2 separate regions of the Capra hircus genome follow, and region 2 is linked to region 1. A link is a contact called in public Hi-C data. All regions are on one chromosome and are shown on one strand. The core of a region is the stretch at or near the end of the contact, and the rest is flanking DNA. Distances in the headings are between cores, read along the strand shown. Region 1 overlaps ADAMTSL4 (ADAMTS-like protein 4). Region 2 overlaps ENSA (alpha-endosulfine).

Evidence for each region. Hi-C and Micro-C count contacts between places; a contact is called where the count stands out from the background.
Region 2: a contact with region 1 is called in a Hi-C map of blood, with 2.0 times the contacts expected there. The contact joins two enhancer-like sites. A contact is called at or near these places in 3 of 5 Hi-C or Micro-C datasets (all in blood).

The regions. Positions count from the first base shown.
Region 1 is chr3:100,025,387-100,031,396 of ARS1.2, reverse strand. It overlaps ADAMTSL4 (ADAMTS-like protein 4), which reads right to left. Exons shown (of 18, transcript XM_018046040.1): 15 at 5,652-5,858; 16 at 5,379-5,558; 17 at 4,962-5,106; 18 at 3,958-4,812. The coding sequence ends at 4,676. Among named protein-coding and RNA genes, the nearest start is that of ADAMTSL4, 12 kb to the right of the region's middle. Within about 2 kb of position 3,721, at least 5 of the 5 cell types and tissues checked have an H3K27ac peak or open chromatin away from gene starts, as enhancers often do.
Region 2 is chr3:100,060,120-100,066,129 of ARS1.2, reverse strand. ENSA (alpha-endosulfine) reads left to right here. Exons shown (of 4, transcript XM_005677662.3): 4 at 1,229-1,977. The coding sequence ends at 1,244. Among named protein-coding and RNA genes, the nearest start is that of ENSA, 7.9 kb to the left of the region's middle. Within about 2 kb of position 2,384, at least 3 of the 5 cell types and tissues checked have an H3K27ac peak or open chromatin away from gene starts, as enhancers often do.

The DNA.
Region 1 (6,010 bases), core at 2,472-4,971:
GACACAGTTTGAAGGAAACAGAGTCATGATCATTTGTTTACAAATTGTGCAGGGCTGCTTTTATGCTGCAACAGCAGAGTCAAGGGTTGCAGCAGAGCTTGATAGCCTGCAAAATTGGAAATATTTATACTCTGGTTTTATTTTTTTAATACACCTTGCAGCATGTGGAATCTTTGTTCCTCAACTAGGGATCAAACCCACACCCCCTACACTGGAAGTGTGGAGTCTTAACCACTGGCCCATCAGGGAAGTCACATTTTTGGTACTTTAGAAAGAGGTTGCCCTCTCCTCTGCCTGAGCTAAAAAGGAGTCAGGATGTCATGAAAGAGTCAGGCAACCAAGAATCAAGGCAAGGGGAGGGAGGAAGAAATGAAAGAAGGGGTCTGGTCCTAGGGTAGATTAACTCTGCCCCCTCCCATCAAGGGCAAGGTCTTTGCCATGTGGCCTTTTATTCTAGGGAAACCAGGGACACACACATCCTTCTTTTTAGGAGTAACCTCAGCCTCTCACCCTGTTTCTTTTCCTCCTCACTCCAGGTTGTGTAGAGCTGTCTCTTAAGATTCAGGAAAGGCTCAGAGGAGTACAACACATAGGCATACATCCTAACTCCAACCTGGAACCTTCCTGAAATTGAACCCATTTCTTCAATACTGAGATTCTTTGCCAGGACATTCAAACACAGCTCTCTGGTGCTCACTGAAAAAGTGCTTTGGTCTCTCCAGTACGTAGCCATCTCTGCATCTCCCCTTCAGCTGACGTAGCTGATTGGTTCCCTAGGTTCTGACTGCTATGGCTCATGCATACCTTGTTTTGGACTAACTTGGTGTGTTACTCCCTCCAATCCTTTCTAGGGTCTGACTTCAGCCATGAAACACCCTCCTCTAGAGTTTTCCCCAGTCTCCAGGGTCAAGGAGCCTGAGGTCAGATTGAAGATCTGTACTGTCTAGTTTGGTTAACCCAAACTGTTTATCTCTCTTGTTGACAGACTTAGTCTTAGGTACTTTCCTGAGGCTTTCTACTTCCTGTAGAAGGTGCCTCCCACCCTTTATAGCTGACATCTCTTCATCACCTGCCTGTGACAAATAAGCCCCCCTCTGCTCTAACTTCCCCACCCCGCTGACTCCCAGAACCAGAGATGATGGATTTCAGGGATGCTGGTAGGAGAGAGGGTGGGAATGTGGGAACCCCCACCCCCACTCCACCTCCAAATTATAATCTCTAGCCTGATTCTCCATGCTTTAAGAAGAGGTTTTCCTGATTCAGTTTACTTTGGTGGGGGAGGGTGTTAAGTTCAAATGAAGTCTCTATTTGTAAAACAGGGGAGAAGGGAAAAGCAGAAAATGAAAGAGGATCTGGTTGGAATCTGGAAAGGGATTAACAGTTCCTTGCATTTTATTCTCACTCTCCTCCCTCTGCTCTCCAGGTCTGTCTAGATCCTGCCTCAAGGGCTCTTGAGAGAGGGTTTCTTAAGACCCTCTGAGACACTCATAGCATCACGTGGGTCAGCACCTGGGCCCTTGCTCTGGGCTTCACTCTTCGTTACCACAGAGGTTGAATTTGGACCACTGAAAAGTACGGGTCTCTTCAGACCCACCCCTGCAGCTGTGAGCACCTGCTTGCAGGGAGGCCCCCAGTTGGGGAAGTCTAGAAGCTAAATTTAGTCTGAAGGCTGAAGGGTAATTGGGTGGGTGATTACCCTGGGGAAGCTGGGAGGGGGGAGGGGGGAATTCTGAGCCAGCTGAACAGAGACCTCAGAAGTTCACTTGTAAGTCCCCAGATTAGAACCACAGTCATCTTCCCCCAGCACACTCAGAAATGAGAAGCCCCAACAATCTCCTGGCCTTCTGCACGCTTGATCTCTCTTTTGCTCATCAAGATTGTTCCTATCGCCACCCCACCCCCACCTCAACTCTCAGGGGTCTAGTTCCTCTGAGTCCTTCCCTAAATTCCCCCCAGAGCAGCAAGGCTAAGGGCCCCTGCACCACATCTCTGAACTTGGGTTACAGCTTCCTCTCTCCCAAGTCCCTCCACAGGGTTTCAGAGGTCAGCAAAGAGGTGTCTGGCCACAGTAATCCCCTGAAAGAGGCCGGGAAAAGGGGGTGCTTGAGGTCAGCTTCCGCTTCCTGAAAACTTTTCACAGTGACTCCCCTTCCCATTCTGACCTCAGTGACCAGAGGAAAGAATCCTTGGGGGCTGCACTGAATCCTAGCTTTAAAATGAAAGGGGAAAGGGGGTAACCCCCCAGATGAAAGCCCACATCCTGAGAAGTCAGAGGCTGAAGGCTGTGAGGGAGCTGGGGGCTATCAGGGAAGGGAGGTGTTGAAGCTGGGGGAGCCTCAAGAGGGGCTGTGGCTGCATTCCCCACCTGTGATTGGTTCTCAGGCTAAGGCCAAACTCCAAACCTGCCCAGCAACAGTCCTGAGAGGCCCTAAGAGGGAGGAGGAACTTCGGGGAAGTCAGCTGAACTGGGGCCACCGCCCAGCCTTCAGCTTCCAGGAATCACTGGGAGGGCCCCAGCTCTTCACCGCACCCTCCCTTGGTCTCAGGACTCCGCCTTCAGCCTTCAGTGTCTGCAGGGCTGGCTCAGGTCCTACTCCCCTGGTGCCCCCACATCTGTGATCCCCTCAGAGGTTCACCAAAGAGGAGCCGTCTGATGCCTGCAGAGACACTGAGACTGGGCCCCCTCAGTACCCTGTTCTGCATTTCCCACCCTGGAGGAGTCAGTTTCATTTTCCTTTCCCCCCATTTTCTTCTGCCTCCTTCCTGATACACTGTCCTCCTGAGATGGTACCTGTAGTCTTCCTTCTCAGCCCAAAGAAAGCCTGCTTCCCAAGGCAACAGAATGACATGAGGAAGCTGCCAGAATGGAGAAGTCCTGTCCCCTCGGGTAGCTCTGGGGTCCTTCCCAGGGTCTGGCTGTGTCTAGGAGTACATGCTCAAGACAGTAGTCACTGAGTTCAGCTGTTTCTGCAGGCCTTTACGATCTTACTTGGCCAGACTTGTGGGGGTGAAGGGATGGGGGAGGGGCCCTCCTGATGGGGAGAGAAGCTCGATTCTATTGCACTTCCCTCTTTCCTAGACATGGGGACCCCTCCCCCAGAAGTGTGGCTTCTACAAGTGGTGATCAGGACTCAGAATTGTAGGGGTGGGGTTGGGGAAAGGATTTGTGTTATGGAAAAGGCTGTCCACGCTCACACCACCTCCAACAAACTGTTTACCTTGAGAGTGGACATGGGCGTTGGGTTGGGAGAAGACCAGGATGAGACATCTCTGAAGAATGTGTCTTTGGCTGGACATCCAGTACTGCCTTGGCTCCACCCTCGACTCCACCCCCAAGTCCCCTAGAACCAGGCCAGGCTCCTCCTCCTCCAGCCCTTTCTGCTGGGGGCGGGGGTGCGGGGTTGGGGGGTTGGTGGGAATCATTTCCTTTCCTCCCACTCTATAAAAAGCAACAAACCAAGAGCTTAATAGGAAAATGGGTAATAGCAGAAAAGATGAGAGGGGCAGGAAGTCAGGGCCAAGGAAAGAGAACAGGAAAAAGGACCCCTGAAAAGGCAGCTGTCATTCAGCTCAGCCCCAGATGGAGAAAAAGTGCTACTAGATTCCAAGAGACTTTACAGAAGGACCCAGCCTACCGAGAAACCCACCATAGACCGAGTAGTTTCTGTTTTGGACCCAAGTGCCCAACTCTGTAGCTAAGCTGGGGGGAGTGGTGACCTCTAGTGGTGGATGACCAACCTGCAGGGCCTGCGATCCCCCAGGACCCTCTGCCTCTGACCAAGGCTGCATTCGGGTCTCAGGTGACTGGGGCTCCTTCATTAGGCATTCTGCGCCCAGACTCTCTCCATCTGGGCTCCAAGCTTTGTTCCCCTTCCCACCCTTCATTCTCATCTCACACAGCTTGCTTAGGTGGCCTGTACAGCTGGGTTCCCATGAGGACAATGAAGAGCCTGTTTCTCATTTGTCATAATCATCTTTAATAAAAATAAATTAGTTCTGGAGTAGGAACCACTTTAGGAGGTGGGGAGCAGAAGCAGGGGCTAGGATGTCTTATTCTAAACTTGCTCTTTTCCATCCTCTGCCCAGCTGGTCTCTGCTCTGGGAGACAGTCTCTCTTCCTGGAAGGCACTCGCTCACCCCCACCCCTCATTAGCTATGAGAGGGAGGGATAGAAACTAGGTAAAGGGAGGAGTCAGAGGACAGAAGGATGGTTTACATGATACATGGCCTGAACAGGAGAAATGAGGGTTAGGACACAAAATTGGGATTAATGTGGAGGCCAGACTCTAAGTAGCTCGGATTCCCAAAGAGCTGCAAACTTGCTTTCCTCTCATCCCAGAAAACTCTCTTGGAAACAGGCATCATCCCCTCCCGGGGGACTGTGTAACTTCTTTTTGAGAAGTGATACAGATGTATGGGCGCACACACATCCATACGGGCCCATACACATTTGGGTGCATGTGTGCACACACACCATCACACCCCACACAGGCACAGACCCAGCCACACATCTTGATGGTCACTGTCCATCATCTTGCCAACTTCCATCACCCTGGGGGACATCTCTAGTGAGACCAGGACAGGCTGGAGAGCCAGAGGATACAGAGTGGGATGATTGAGGGGTGACTGATGGTGGTATGAGAAAACCACAAGGAGAGGGTCTCTTGGACCCTTTTCAGGCAGGCTCTGGGGAAGACCGCTCCAGGGCATGGGCACAAGAGCGGCAACAGGTGGCTGTGTAGTAGGGATAGACGCAGAGCCGGGCCTGCACCACCAGGGGGCAGTGTGGAGAGCTGTCCTTGCATTGGTCATCTGGGGACAGAGGAGGCCATTGGGCACAAGAAGTCACCAAGATCCATCCCGCTGGAGGCGTGCTGCCCACTCCCACTCGTCCTTCCTAATCTCCACCCACATTTCAGCTAACTCGCTCTACTGGGGATGGGGGAGAGGGAGCTCTTTACCAGGGCGCTGGCTGCAGGGCTGGCTGTTACAGGATCGTTTCCTGGCGGGCCGCAGATGAAGAGGGCATCGGATGCTGAGGGTCTGATTGGCAGTCAGGCACTGGACCTCCCTTGTCTGCACGCCGCCCTGGCAGGAGCGAGAACACTGGGGAGACCCCAGCTATCAAATCAGACCTCTGCTGTGCTCCAGGCTCCTCCTGCACCCCAGGCCTCCTCAGAGGAGGAGGAGTTGGGGGCCTCTCCTGGAGCATTATGAACCCCCACGCAGAGGGGCCCACCTCTCCTCCCAGTCTAGGCAGGGGGACAAGTTAAACTGCCCCTGGCCTTAGCTAGTGGGCACAGAGGGATGTCCAAGGAGAGAAGCCTCTCCTCTCCTGGTAGTCCACACTGGGTAGGGCAGGGGAGCCAGGCACTCACCGGACTCCAGGGTGTAGAAAACCACCGGTCCTGGCAGTCCTGCCCTTGACAGGGCTGCAGGGCAGGGGGCCTGGGAAGGTGGGAACAGTTGCTAGGAGAAGTCACGTTGAACTCAGTCCCCAGTTTGGACACACAGATGACGTCTCTACGCTGCGTGCCAGAGCCGCACTCTGAGGAGCACTGGCGGAGGAGGCAGGGAGGGAGAGCAGGATGACTCCTACCTCCTCGCCCCGGGAATCCCACCCTCGGGCCCCTCCCAGGCGCTCAGCTCACCTCCGCCCAGGGCCCAGTGTACCAGCACCACGACACCTCACAGGGCCCCAGGCTGCAGGCACGCATGTCAGGGGGCCGGCTTCCGGGTGCACAGGTCTGCTCACCGGCTCCTGCCCCTGCTTCCTCCTGGCTTATCCCGTGGGCCTCCCCACTCCCAAGGCAGACCACAGAACGTCTCTGGATTCCCGTCCCACACTCCGCTGAGCACTGTTGGGAAGCAGAGTGTGAAGGGGGACGGGGTGACGTCGGGGAGGGGAGGGGGTCAAGGACAGACACCTCCTGGATCCGGGAGTTAGGGAATGCCCTGGGGGACTTTTGTCAGGCAGGGTTCAGGACGTTAGTGTAAGTTTTTCTCCAGG
Region 2 (6,010 bases), core at 1,135-3,634, 36 kb before region 1:
CCAGCATCGTCTATCTGATTATCACTAGCTTGGCCTGAACCACACTGAATGCAGTCTGCTAGTTAGGACAGAGAGGGCCAAGTGAGAGCTAGCAATTCAAGAGAGGAAGAGTCTGTCTTTAGTCCTCTCTTGACCTCTCAGCCCACCAGTTCTGATATGCCACACATCTGGCCCAATGAGAACAACTGATGAACTTGCTGATGCACACGTGGGGCCTTGGGGTGTGTCTACACGTCTTTCCTGACCAGCTGTTCACTTTTCAGGCCGTCATTCAGATTGGATAGGAAAAAGTTGGTGAGGAAGGAAGGAGAGAGCAGGATGCCGTGATGCCCTGGCCCCTAGGGCAACTCCTTGACTGTCACTTGTAATTGTATATAATTTTTGTGTTTCTTGCTTCATTTCCTCATGCTGTCTTCCTTAGTCTAAAGTCCATGTGGGAAGGGGAAAATGCCGAATATCCTTGTATAGTTTCCTCAACCGTCCCAGACATGTTGTACATAGATATGTCATGTTATTATATATATAAATATATATATAATTTTGTACGTTTTCTTCATCTCCGATCTTTTCGAATTTTGTACTCTTTTCTGTCTGAGCTGCTCTCTCTATCAGTCAGTGTGAATCCTCAAGACTGAAATCACAGTGAGTCTCAGTTTCAGGAAGGAATAGAAGAAATAGGGAAATCAGAAAGACTATTGGTCTATCTTTCCACCCGGTCATGGAAACAAAGATGCCACCTGCTTCCACAGCATGAAGTGCATACCTTCCATGGCAAAAAAGGGTCATTTTGAAATTCAGTTTGGTTTGATTAAACCTAGAATATTAAGTCCATTCAAAACAAGTGTGTTGTCTGGCCCTGGCCTCCATGCAGCTGCCGCCTCATCACTCTGTGCCCCCCAACCCCAGTCCATCCATCTCCCCTGTGACAAGTGGCTCTGGCCATGCCCCTGAAACTGAGCCTGCTCTGAAAACCTCGTTATTTTGATCTTTGTTTTCTTGCGTATCTCCAAAAAGACAGAGAACAGTTTTGTAACTAGGCGAAGACTGAAATTTTCCTCTTCTTTAAAAAAAAAGGCAACTCTCTGGATAGGATTAAGAGATGTGCCGTGTATCCCCAGTGATTGATAAGTGTGGGAGAATGATGGGGTAGAGACTGGGGTGGAACTTAGGGTTTTTTCCCTTACTACTTGACAGTGTTTTCTTTCTCTTCTTCTGTGTTCGTCCGCAGTGGCCAAGTCGAATGATGCTGCCCGGGGCTCCGCCAGATCCTGAGACGCTGCCCCCTGGGTCCTGTGCTGGCTCCTGCCCCTCCCTGCTTTTGCAGCCAGGGGTCAGGAGGTGGCTCGGGTGCGGGCTGGAGAGGCAGAAGCCCCTGCCCGTCGGTGTCCCAGCGCATGGAGCCCCTTGGGCCGAGCACCAAGACCTTGACTCTTTTTTGTTTTTTCTTTTTTTTCCAAGTAATTGTTGGGAGACATCTCAGTGAAATCCTGGGGGTGGGGTGGGGAGGGGGGTTGAGAGGGTGGAGTGGGAGATGTGAGGGGTTATGAATTAGGACTTAAGAGTTGATAACAAAAACATTCCTAACTATCCTTCTTGGCCTTGTGGCTGGTGTGGGGTGGGGGTGGGTTGGGGGGAGTGAAATGGACTAAAGGTGAGGGGTTCTAATTGAGCTGTGTAGAAGAGTGCCTTGCTAGCTTGGATATGACTGGGACTTGATGTCAGATAAACTGTCTAAATATGAAAGATGCGGATGACTCCTCTGGTTCTGCAGAACAAGCTAAGAACTGAATGTTAATTGTTTGGGTGGGGAAAAAAATGCTGTCTTTGAAGTAGATTTGCTGTGGGAAGAAGGGCAGTGAGTGTGGGAGAAAGGGGATGAGTGTGGGGAGCTCCGCAGAGCCCAGGGGACTTTTTCAGTATTTGAAATAAAAAACAAAGAAGAAGATCCACAGGAAAAAAAAAAAAAAAACCAACCCAGAAATTCTCTGCAGCAGTTGGTGTGTTTTATTGGGGTTTGGCAAAAGGGAAGAAAATAAGACTGAAGATACCATTCAGGAGAAGCTGGTGTGGGGTGCTGAGCCTCTAAGGAACAGGGGCCCTTCAGATGGGATGTGTCTGGGTTCTCCGTTTCCATCATTTAGGGAGAGGGTGCAGGGACGTTGGCATATAGACCAGGACTTCTATAGCTAATGCAAAGATGAATCTTCCTCACGTTCTGACTCACAAAATGAGGGGTTGGCGGTGTTTGATCTGAAGGGTTTATTGACTCCTGAAGATCACTCCAGGCTAAGCATGAAAGGAAGCCACTCTGTTTTCCCTTTCAGTCTTCCTTGTCTTCTCAAGCTCCTGTGTCTCTGAATTGTAACCACTAGTGATCTGCCTTTCTGCTAGTGGCCAGCAGGAGGCAGAGTCACTTCTTTCCTCATGATGTGCTAACCATCGTTGGAATCCTGCCACTGAAACGGGTTTAAAGCTACCTGTGAGTGTAATATACAAAAGAAGTGTTGCCAGAGGAGAAACAGACTCACACTTTTCTTCTGTCACACTCACACCAATCTACTATGTGTGAAGATGGAAACTTGCCCATTTGCCCAAGGAGATTTTAGGCATAAAGGAGATTTTATGAGTAGGAGATTTTACCATAGTTATCTTCTCAAATGAGCATGCATCAAGGAAGACGGGATATTCTAGAGACATTTCTATCACATTGAGAGGGTGGAGTACTTCTAAACTAGAAAGGAATGTTCTCAGCGTGTGATTCATTCTCTCTTCTTAATCAGAAACTTTCCAAATAAGTTTTCAGCTTCTCAGGAAGCTGACTTGCTCTCTCCTAATTTAGTCAGGGGACTGCAATGCCTCCTAACCATCAGCCTTTCTGAACAGCATGCTACACACTGAGCTAGGTGGTTTGGAGATACATTAAAGAAATGCATGCCCCACCTTTAATGGCGTTTCTTATCTAACTGGAAGAAAATACATGAAAAAGTTTATACACTTCAGTAGTATAAACTTACATCTTAAAGCTAGGAGATGTATGTATGTATGTAAAGCTAGGAGTGTTTATTATGATGGGGTTTCTTGAGTCTTATTCCCCTTAAGCCAGTCCCATGACTTCTTTTTGAGCACATTGTCCCTACTTTTATGTTTGCCAAGTGGCAACAGCTGGGCAATAAGGTCAACAAGGCTCCAAATGCGAAACCATCTAGTTAAGTTCCATTTAATATAAAGAGAAGGGACGTTGACATAGAAATAAGTTATTTATAAGGTGGCAGTGCTAGTTTACTGAAGACCTTGAGTTAACATCTCTTAACTTTTAGGCTTTTACATGCTTTTTCCCTTGCTCTTGGCTTTCCTGGTCCTTAGGTTTAAGCTGTAGCCTTAGGAATCCTGGGGTACCCAGAAATGGTCATTGCTGTTTCTATTCCAGTTTAAAACCTGCCTTTCCTTTTCCTTTACTCTCATACAACAGGGCTAGGCAGTCAGGAAGTCCGATTCTGCAGTGCTTCAAAAAGCTGTTCTTGCTCATTGTTTTAGCTTAGTGTTTTATCTTTATTCCAAAGAGTGGATTCAAGGGTTCTGCCACTCCTCCAGCATGGTTGAATGATAATTGTGTTGGCAAGTCTCTCAGTAGAGCCATCTGATTTGCAGGGTGGCAGGGATGAAGTCATCATTATTATTGTCCAGCCACATTTATTTTAAGCTGATGTGGCCTGAGCATGGAAAACACAGGCAAAAAGAAAATAGCTGGGAGAATTGCCATTGAAGATACCTACTGTTGGTCTGCCAGCCACACCCACACTAGCAGCCCTTATGTGCATAGTGCCCTCTACTGGACCTTGAAGGAGGTCAACAAGGAAAGGAAAGATCTCTTCCCTTGGAAGCTAAGGTATGACAATGGCTTGCAAATAAAAGCAAATTAATATAATAAGATCCCACAAAGCATATGGGATCTTAATTTCCTGACCAAGGATCAAGCCCATGCCCCCTGTGGTGGAAGCACAGAGTCTTAACCATTGGGCCACCGGAAGGTGTCCAGATTACTGTAGTTCTAAGCAGAATTCCTGTGAACTAAGAGGAGAGTCAGGAGATGAGTTGTTGGCTGAATTTCCTTAGAAGTGGGTGACTTACTTAAAAAGATAAGGCCCCCCATGCTTGGGCAGTGATATTTTAATTCACAAGTAATTGGGAAATACTAGCAGTTTTTGACTCTTTGCAATTGGAAATACTAGGAGAAGGCAATGGCTCCCCATTCCAGTACTCTTGCCTGGAAAATCCCATGGACGGAGGAGCCTGGTAGGCTGCAGTCCATGGGGTCGCTAAGAGTCAGACACGACTGAGTGACTTCACTTTCACTTTTCACTTTCATGCATTGGAGAAGGAAATGGCAACCCACTCCAGCATTCTTGCCTGGAGAATCCCAGGGATGGGCGAACCTGGTGGGCTACGGTCTATGGGGTTGCACAGAGTTGGACACGACTGAAGTGACTTAGCAGCAGCAGCAGCAGTTATTGGGCAAATAAGCAGTGTAAGAGATGGTGTCTGCCCTGGAAGAACTTGAAGCCTCACTAAGATAGCACTTCTACATATAATGCAGGATAGTGGTAAAGGAATTCAGAGAAGGGAAAGGGCTGGAATCATTAGGTAAATAATAGAAGAAATGGAAATTGAACTGGGCTTTAAAAGATGGGTAGTGTTAAATAATCTAGTTCAATTATTAGTTGATAAGTGCCTGTAATATGCGCCCTGGAGTAGGAAGTGGAAACCCACTCCAGTATTCTTGCCTGGGAAATCCTATGGACAGAGGACCCTGGCAGGCCACAGTCCATGGGGTTGCAAAAAAGTCAGACACCACTTAGAGACTAAACAAACAACTTGCAAGGAGATTCCACTCTGGTGCAGAAACTACACCTGAGGAAGTCATGCTGCAGTGTTAAGCTTGCAGCAGTAGGAGTTTAGCGACATAGAGGAATAGGGACAAGTATATAATAGTAGTTACATCTAGCCCATTGCTAAGTCCTTAATTTACATCATCTCATTTAATCCTCACAACAGTTCTACCAAGTAGCTAGTACTGCCATTATAGAAGTGAGAAAACTAAATCAGTAACTTGGCCAAATCACACAGCTTCTGAGAGTGGAGGCAGAACTCCAGTGCCTGCATGGGATGGCGAAGAGAGAATGCTTCTACTACCTGGCCTGTTCAGTCCCTGGTTAGGGAATTAAGGTCTCACAAGCCACATGGCACACCCCAAAAGAAAGTAATCAGGAAAGGTTTCATGGAGCAAAGTCCAAAGGAGAAACGAGATTTTTCTAGAAAGGTGCGAAAGGGCATTTTGGTAGCAGGACCAACACTAAGAGAGGCATGAGGCAATGTGGAATCTGCTGAGTTTGCAGTACAGTATCAAGTGGGTCCTGGGGAGGGACTGGAGACCAGACCAGAAAGGCAGACAGAAGGATATGATTTGCAGGCAGGCATAGGAACCACGGAGGTGACTGCAAAGAAGAATTCTAGTTCTGTGTTTTAAATAGGTCACCGCCCAATCGTGTGGAGATGAAATTTAGTTTAGTCTGTCAGTCGTGTCCAACTCTTTGTGATACTATGGACTGCAGCATGCCAGGCTTCCCTGTCCTTCACCATCTCCCAAAGCTTGCTCAAACTCACGTCCATTGAGTCAGCAATGCCATCCAACCATCTTGTCCTCTGTCACCCCTTTCTCCTCCTGCCCTTAATCTTTCCCACCATCAGGATCTTTTCCAATGAGCCGGCTCTTCGCATCAGGTGGCCAAAGTATTGGAGCTTCAGCTTCAGCACCAGTCTCTCCAATGAGATTTAGAAGTGATAGATTTAGTGACGGACTGGTTCTAGCATCAAGTTTCCTGATTTTAAATCCTGATTTTGATACATTTGAATGACTGGAGACAAGTTTCTTAAACTCTCTTTGCTTCAGTTTACTTATTTTATAAAATAGGAATGATGTAGCCACTGTACGGGATTGCTGTGATGATTAAAC